Regions from separate parts of the Sus scrofa genome. Here region 1 is linked to region 2. The links are chromatin contacts, called in public Hi-C maps. All regions are on one chromosome and are shown on one strand. Each heading gives the region's core, a stretch centred on a gene start, on an enhancer-like site or on the middle of the called end of the contact. The rest is flanking DNA. Distances are from core to core; before and after follow the strand shown. Region 1 overlaps ARHGAP26 (rho GTPase-activating protein 26). Region 2 overlaps ARHGAP26 (rho GTPase-activating protein 26).

Evidence for each region. A called contact is a pair of places that touch in the nucleus more often than the background predicts.
Region 1: a contact with region 2 is called in a Hi-C map of skeletal muscle, with 7 times the contacts expected there. The contact joins two enhancer-like sites. A contact is called at or near these places in 4 of 47 Hi-C or Micro-C datasets (epiblast stem cells, psoas muscle and skeletal muscle) and 1 of 2 datasets of contacts at active chromatin or transcription factors (skeletal muscle).

Annotation. Positions count from the first base shown.
Region 1 is chr2:144,572,548-144,577,121 of Sscrofa11.1, forward strand. All of the region lies in intron 12 of ARHGAP26 (rho GTPase-activating protein 26), which reads left to right. Among named protein-coding and RNA genes, the nearest start is that of ARHGAP26, 270 kb to the left of the region's middle. Within about 2 kb of position 1,709, at least 8 of the 83 cell types and tissues checked have an H3K27ac peak or open chromatin away from gene starts, as enhancers often do. A contact at or near this core is called in skeletal muscle, where this site is marked.
Region 2 is chr2:144,730,095-144,734,152 of Sscrofa11.1, forward strand. The region is part of intron 20 of ARHGAP26 (rho GTPase-activating protein 26); the gene reads left to right. Among named protein-coding and RNA genes, the nearest start is that of NR3C1, 200 kb to the right of the region's middle. Within about 2 kb of position 2,362, at least 3 of the 83 cell types and tissues checked have an H3K27ac peak or open chromatin away from gene starts, as enhancers often do. A contact at or near this core is called in skeletal muscle, where this site is marked.

The sequences.
Region 1 (4,574 bases), core at 459-2,958, 160 kb before region 2:
TTTGGTTGGCTTCATGATTTTTGTCTTTCACAGGTAGGTTTCGAATCCATCTGATACCTACCACCATATATGGTGTTTCATGAAGATTCAGCTTTATTTTTATCCACGTGGAAAGCCGGTTTTCCCAATAACATCTTGGAAACGGCCATTTCTCCCCCTCTGTGACCTGTGATAGCGGCTGTAGTGTGTGCTAGGTTTGCATGTGTGAGCTCCGCCCCTGAGTTCTTTATGCCCTTGGTCTGTCAGTTCTTGTGATCATACCTCTCTAGTTTTAATATGATGACTTTGGGGTGAGTCTTAATATCTGGTCATTGGTTTCCTCTGTTGATTCCCCTTAAGGGTTGACGTAGCTGCTTATGGACCTTTACCCATCTCTATAAAGTAAGTTTGAGACGTGTCTCAAAAACTTCAATTTTTCACGTAGGATTGCACCGAACTGTACAGACTCACCTGTGGAACATGGACACCTGTGGACTCCTCACTCACCTCCTCCAAGGGCTTGGAATGCCCTTCCGTCTCATCACACCTTTATTAGAGTTTTGGTTTTCTGCCGAGAGGCTCTTCTGTGTTCTTGGTTGCGTTAATCCCTAAGTACGCAATTCAAAAACCAGTCTGCTGTTTTTGCCAGTCCTGCAATGGCCTCTTGACCGTGGATTCTGCCCTCAGGAACCTTCCCTAGATTTGTTCCTGGATTGTCAGCAACATACAGTGATGCTGAGTTTTCTCTGGTTGGTCAGATTCTTACCCAGCAGTGGAGCGAAGGCCGAGATGGGAGTTTGGGTAGCGGAGAGGAAGGAAGTCTGCTTTGTTGCTCCCGAAGCTTTTCTACTGAGCAGGCGATCTCTCCTGTGTCAGTCACGGAGACGGCAAAACGATGGTCATTGGTTTTCCCTCTCTTGTTAAAAAGAACAAGGAGTTCTGTTGTGGCGCAATGGTTAACGAATCCGACTCGGAACCATGAGGTTGCGGGTTCGATCCCTGGCCTCGCTCAGTGGGTTAAGGATCTGGCGTTGCTGTGAGCTGTGGTGTAGGGTGCAGATGCAGCTCGGATCCTGCGTTGCTGTGGCTCTGGCGTAGGCTGGTGGCTACAGCTCTGATTCGACCCCTAGCCTGGGAACCTCCATATGCCACGGGAGCAGCTCAAGAAAAGGCAAAAAAGACAAAAAATTAAATTAAATTAAAATTAAGAAATAATAAAAAGAATGAGACTCTGCCTGGGCAGGAACCCCTCCTCTTCCCATCTTACCCTTTGCCACCTTAATGCAGATCTCGAGTCTGTGCGTCCTGTTCCCGGCTTTATGTTTGGCTGCAGGTGTGAGATTTGCTCCCCAAAGGCGTTATGCGAATGGGCGCATTCTCATTTTGAAATGAGTCAGAAGCAGGAGGGGGAGCCAGGAGGGGCCTGTCCTCAGCCCAGGCCGCTCTTGTGCTGTAGTCCCACCTGAGGGCAGCTGGAAACTCGGGACCTTGTTAGAGAGGATACACAGTCCAGCGCTAGAGAGCAGGGGAAAGGCAGGCTTTCTTTGTGACTTTCGCTTTACCAGGTTTGAAGTTTTAAATGATAAACGTCTCTGCCTACTTAGCTCTAAAAAGATTAGCTTGTTTACAGAAAGGCTGCTCTCCCGCTGCTCTGCCAGCTGTGTGGAGGTGGCAGACTGGGCAGAGAGAGGCGATCTAATCTTGGCTTCTCGTGCTTTCCGTAATGGGAGTGTTCGCTCCAGTCATTGGTCAGTCGGGTCATTTCTGAGGACCAAGCTCGAGGTGCCCTAAAGTGGCCTTCTTGGGACTTCCCGCCCCAGCTGGCTCTTCAAAGGGACATCACCCTTTTTTCTGCTTCCCATTCTTGTTGGACGTGTTGCTGTGTGTTCTGACCTCAGCCTTTCACTAGACTTAATTGCCGGAGGCCAGGCTTCATTCAGTTAATACCTCTTGGAATTCTTAAGGACCCGTGGCCCTGGGTGACACGAGCACTGAGGGCCGAGGACACCCACCAGCGCAACATGTGCCTCTGCTTTCTGGAGTAAATTGAGACCCCTGGGAGGTGATAGACAGATGGCCCATCCCGTGCGTGTGGGTGTGTAATCTCTACACTGTCTGTGGATGCACTAGGCTGCAGACAGGTGCCCACAGCCGAGCTGGATGGGTTTCCAGCTGGACTTCCTCAGGTGCCCGCCTCTTTGCTTCCCAGTCAACGTCCCTTCGTCCCTCCCAGTTTGTCTTTAACCCAAGAATCCTTTGCATCCATAGAATGCTCAAGAACCCACCACAGGTGCCCGCTCGTCATTCACACCGGAGGCAGGAAGAAGAGCAGTGACCGGAGAAAGACTTGCAAAGTTGGAACTAGGATCTGGTTATCTGCAGGGTGTAGACGTGAAATGAACCTCATTCCTAAGAGGTTGAACAGCTTGTGTTTTTGCTTATTATAAAAATAATTTGGGAGTTGCCGTCGTGGCACAGTGGAAGCGAATCCGACTAGTGTCCTTGCGGATGTGGGTTTGATCCCTGGCCACACTCAGTGGGTTAAGGATCTGGCATTGCCGTGAGCTGTGGTGTCTGTCACAGACCTGGCTCGGGCCTGGCGTTGCTGTGGCTGTGGTGTAGGCTGGAAGCTACAGCTCCAGTTCGACCCCTAGCCTGGGAACCTCCATCTGCCACCAGTGTGGCCCTTAAAAAAAAAAAAAAAAAATGAACTCACTGTGGAATATTAAGAGAATACAGCAGTGGATTTCAAAAATCCAATAAAACTAAACTGTAATATCATCCCGGAGATATTTCTTCCTTTGCCTTTTTCTCGTGATGTCTCATGTGTATTTTGTCAGTTTGACTTAACTGGCCTTATACTGAATATCCTTGTTGGCATTCTGCTTGTAAAAATTTACATGAAGAGTCCCCTTGTAGCTCAGCAGATGAAGGATCTGGCGTTGTCACTGCTATGGCTCTGGTCACGTCTGTGGCCCAGGTTGGATTGCTGGCTTGGGAACTTCTGCATGCTGCGCGTGTGGCCCACATAAATAAATAATTAATGAAAAGGTACACAGATTTTTCTAGAAGGCGAAAATGGTTTCTAAATGCCATGTGTAATGATGGTTGGGCGTTGTCCTAAGAGTCTATCCTGGTGTGTTGAACCAGCTCCTGTCATTGGTCTCGAATGTCCTTGCCAGACTTTTGCTTTAGGGAGCACCGTCAGGCTGAGCATCCTTGGGTGCCCGTCTTTGACTGAATTGCAGGTCATTTCCCGAGCGTGGGTCCTGCCGGCTGGACCGGGAGAGCCGTGTGGGTGACCCTCCAGGCCCGCCGGCCGTGGGACCGTGGCTCAGAGCTGGGCCTGCAAGCCTCTGTTTCCTTATCTGTAAAGTGGGGATAAATCAGAGCCCCTCCCTGAGAGCCTTGACGTGAGGATTAGAGCCCAGCATGTGGCGGGGGAGCGAACAGGCGCCTCGTTACTGTGCTTCTTACTGTCCTCGTGATCTGGTCACGCCAGCCCCTCCCCTTTCAGGTGTGGAGAGGAGAGAGCTCGCTGGGTTGGCAGGACTGCCTCCGAGGGGACAGGAGAGCAGAAGGCAGCAGCCTGCAACCCCTGCGGTTCCGGGCTTGTCGCCTTTGGTTAGTTCATCAAATCCTCAGGACCGCAGTGCTCAGAGTGGGGTGTGCGCATTGCATTTTGGATGGGTCCAGACGAACGTTTTAAATTGCCGTTTAGATTTATGTACTTATATCATGTATATTGGGGGGAACACGAGTAAACATACCCCCCACCTCCGCTCCGGTTTTCTAAATGTTACCGCTTAGCACAGAGGTCAGCTTTTTCAGGAAAGGGCCAGATTTTGGGTTTTGCGGCCCCAGGGAACTCTGCCTGAGGATGTGAAAGCAGCCATGGACAGTGTGGAAAGTGAGGGGGTGGTTTTATTTCCAGAACAGGCAAAGCCGAAGTTGCCCCGTGAACTGTTCGTGTGTTAACCCTCAGTGAAATACAAGGATGGGTTTCTAAATGTTTGTCTACTGCAGACAGCGTGAGCCATGGCCGGCCACAGGAGTGTGGGACAGGGACGGGTGCCCTTGGCAGAAATGCGTTTCACGAGTCTGCAGCTGAGCCAGTGGGCTTCAGGAAGTCAAGGTACCAGAGCTGCGAAGTAGTGGAGCTCATGTTCAAACCGGAGTCTGCCTGGTTGCCAAGGGCATTTCTCCCTCTGTTCTTGATGGGCATGAAGCCTTTGCTGTGCCCTGCCTTTGCCTTTACGTGGCCCTCCCCCTGCGGCCGGAGTCTCGTCATCAGCCTCCAGTCCCTAAGCCACCCGGCTCCTTGCCATCGAGGGGCCACTCCGTGCTCCTTCTTCGTGAGCCTCGCTCCTCAGAACCATCAGTGGCTCCTCCCACGTCACGCGTGATGCTAGGAGAGCCAGCGTGGCACATTTCAGCGACCCGAGCTTCCCAGGTGTGGAACCGTGACATGGCCCACTGCTCCCTTGGGCCTTTGGTGACACAGCAAAAGCTGCTGTCGGTGTCGTTTCCCTTCCATTCGCTCGTCTTTCAGCCATTATTCAGCTCAGACTCCCCGGTGGAGCGGAATGAGGGCT
Region 2 (4,058 bases), core at 1,112-3,611:
GCTGGGAGGGTGGCAGCGACCTCAGCTCCAAGCTGTTGGGTGGCACCCCAGAAGGCAACTGAAGGGGGCTTCTTCAGCTTTTCTTACTTGAGGCGGTTTCCTCCAAAGTGGCCTTTTTTATGTCCCATTTTCTAAATCTGGAGTTATTTCCAGTGTCTAGAAAATCCACACTGGATTTGTTAATGTGAGCAAAGTTCCGTGCTGAATTTTCTTTTTCTTTTCTTTTTTTCTTTCTTTCTTTTTTTTTGCTTTTGAGGGCCACACCTGTGGCATATTGAAGTTTCCAGGCTAGGGGTCACATCGGGGCTACAGCTGCTGGCGTACACCACAGCCACAGCAACGCAGGATCCGAGGTGCATCTGCAGCGTACACCACAGCTCATGGCAACGCTGGATCCCGGACCCACTAACAGAGGCCAGGGATCAAACCTGCATCCTCATGGATACTAGTTGGATTTGCGTCCGCGGAACCATGACAGGAACTCCCTTGCTGAACTTTCTTCATCCCTCTTTCCTGAGATGAAGCATAGGCATCCTTCCTATCTCTCCTTCCGAACAACCCCCCCCCAACTCCCACCCTCCCCACTCAGCCTGGGTTTTGTCCCCAGCTACCCTGGTGACACTGCTCTCACCGAGTCACCAGTGCACACACCCTTCTCAGCCCCCATTCTGCTTCATTCCCGGCAACACTCGGACATGGTCAGCAGCCCCCTCCATTTAAAGCCCTCTCTTGGCTTGTCTTTGGGGGGACCACACTCTCTGCCTCAGTCTCAGACCTCTGAGGGCTCCTTGGCTCTTGAGAGTTGTCATTTCTCAGGGTGTGGCTTTAAATCGTCTTCCTACTCTGAGGGGTCCCACCCTGGCTGTGGTTGCATCACCAGCATCATACCAGAGGTCTCCGTGTCCCAGATCTCCTGCCTCTTGTTGAGACCTGAGGTCCACCTGTCTGCTGAGCCCCAGCACCCAACCCTCCCTACCCCGCACCCAGCCCTGTTCCTCATCCGCACTTCCTGTTTCCATGCGTTTCTCCACTCGCCGTCTGGTGCCTGGAAACCTGGCCAGCTTCCTTTACCTCTTCATTGATCACCGATTTCTCATCAGTCTTCAGGACCTGTCACTTCTGCCTCTCTCAGCCCAGTCCCCTTGCCTCCCGCCCAGCCTCCCCACCCTCGCCCCAGCCCTGCCCTTCTGGTCTTCCTGACCCTTGGCCCGCCCCACCACCTCATTACCAATCCTGCAACCCTCGTGGCGATTCTAGAGTACACACTTGAACACAGTGCTCCCCTGCTTAAAACCCTTTTTCTTCTTTTTCTTTTTGGCCACCCCACGGCATATGGTGTTTCCAGGCTAGGGATCAGATTCAAGCCACAGCTGCGACTTATACTGAAGCTGCGGCAACACCAGATGCTTTAACCTAAGGTGCCGGGCTGGGGATCGAACCTGCGTCCTGGCACTGCAGAGACACTGCCAATGCCATTGTGCCACAGTGGGAACTCTCCCTGCTTAAAACTCTTGATGTTCCGGCCCCCGCCATTGTACCATAAACTCCAGAATCCGTACGGAGAGGTCCTGGGAGATACACCCCTGCCTGACTCTGTTTAAACCCTCTCCTCGGGCCCTCCTGAACTTGTCTCACTTCCGTAACCTGGGGCTCACCTGTGTCTTCTCACCTCCAGGGATCCCCGGGTCATCATTAGCTTTTCTTGCTTCTCCCTGCTCGCCCCTTCGCTCCCTCCTAGACCAGGTAGGGGAACCCCTGCATGTCAGGGAAGCACTTAACCCCAGGAGAGCACCATCCCAGCATCTCGGCATCCCCTGGTCACTTGTCTCGAGTTCTCTGTGATCCAGTGATGTCTTCCCCATTGTACCTGCTTAGCACCCAGGATGGTGCCTGGCACTTAATAATACACACTTGTTCTATGAATGAGTCAACACATCAAGTACACCGGAAAAGATGTCTAGGCAATCAATTTCACAAAAAAAAAAAAAAAAAAAAAAGAATTTGGGCCCCCACTTAGGAAATGACACTCATCTCTGAGGTTTTTTTTTGGGGGGGGGGCTGGTTTTTTGTTTTTGTTTTTTAATTTTTAAATCTCTGAACACCTCAAATATTTAGCCACGCTTCAGATTCAGGAAGTCGTCTTGAACCCTCCAGGGCCTTCTAGGTGCAGGTAGAATAAACTCTAAATGCTCCGGCCCAGCCCCCGTGACCTGGCCCTTGCTGATTGCCTTACCCTGACCCTTCTGACCTCGTGTCACACGGCTCTCCCTTGCCTGCCATGCTCCGGTGCTTACCCGTGTACAAACTGAGTTCATTCTCGCCGCAGCACCTGTTCCTGCTGCCTTAGAAGGATCTTCCCTGGTCCTCCCTTGCCCTGGCCTGCCCTGACCCTCTGACCCCTCCACCCATCCTTGTCTACCACAGCCCATTTTCTATCTTATTTTCTTCATAGCACTTTCCCTCTGAAGTCTTATCTTGCCTCATAACTCACTAATTTGTTGTCCGTCTCTCCTCAAGATGCTCTAAGCCCCATGAGAACAAGCATCATACTGTCTCGTATATAGCAGGATCCCCGGCACCCAGGAACAAAGCCTGACTCCGAAGCTGTTTCACACCTCTTGGTGAATCCACCTTAGTTTTAAAAAGAAAAGCTTGGGAGTTCCTATCGTGACTCAGTGGAAACGAATCTGACGAGTACTGTGAGGATGTAGGTTCAATCCCTGGCCTCGCTCAGTGGGTTAAGGAGCCAGCGTTGCCGTGAGGTGTGGTGTGGGTCGCCGACGTGGCTCAGATCCCACGTTACTGTGGCTGGGGTGTAGGTTGGCTGCTGCAGCTCCGATTCAATCCCTAGCCTGGGAATTTCCATGGGTGTGGCCCTAAAAAGCAAAAAGAAAGAAAGATAGAAAAGAGAAAGGAAAGAAGAAAAAAGAAAAGCTTGTTTAAGGACTAGGAATTCCTTTATCCTCAACTTGTCATTAGCACAGAAGTTGTGCAAGGTAATTTGTCACCTGCCTGAAGTCATTGGCCTAGGAAGTTCTCCACACGGCAACTGAGTTTTATGTACGCATCACGGAATCTGTCAGGCCAGAGTGTCCCGAAGTTTCCTAGAAAATAGAGACCAACCTTTTGCTGAATCTGGATGCTGGCCCGGCCGTGCCAGTGCTTAAGTAAATAGCCACTCTATCTTTAGCTGCTCCATTCTCAAATTCAGATCCTTTGTAAATAGCTATTTCCATAAATCATGTCAGGGGAACTATTTTTGCAGGGTAAGGCCCTTGCTTAATCACAGTCCACCTGATCCTTCAGAGCACGGGTCCCTTGGGAAGCTGATGCCGCCAGTTGCTGTGAGCGCAGACGGCCCTGCTCATCTAGCGTCAAGACTCCCTCAGAACCCAACCCATCAGCAGCAGGGTGGCTAGGTAGCTTTTAGAGTTCTTATGCATGCAGTCTGTCACACTGTTTCCATGCAGTCTGTCACACTGTTTCCTTCCCGAGAGTGGCCCCTTCGGGAAACTTGTGCTCTTCCTGGTGGCAACATAACCTCTCCAAACATGTCAGCACCACCCTTGTCCAAGAACTTCTGGAGATGAGGGCAGGAGGTGGGTTGGGGTAGGCCCAGCGTCTAAGACTCCCTGGGAGGTTGGTTTTCTGTGGTTTTCCAGAACACCACATCCGTCTGTCTGGGCGCTTCATCTGCTGGGTCTGTTGTGAGGACGGAGGAGAGCCAAGCCCTCCGTGACCTGCTGGTACCGAGCCCTGCGTCAGTGTTAACGCCTCCTGCTCTTCAGCTCAGCGACTGCTCTGGAAGGACACAAGGCCTGAGCTCTGGCACTAACACACCAGGACTTTGTCCCCACCCTGAGCAGTTGCAGAACACACCAGCAGTCTGTCTGTCCTCAGCTGGCGAGCAGCTTGCAGAACGAGTGGGCTCCAGGCAAGTCATTTCTTGAGTCTTCCCTGCCCACATATGCCGTGTGTTACCCAGAAAGCAGTGGCTGCACCCTCAGTGGAAATTCCCCCGGGCTTCCCTCACCCGCTCCTAGGAGCCCGGTGCAGGT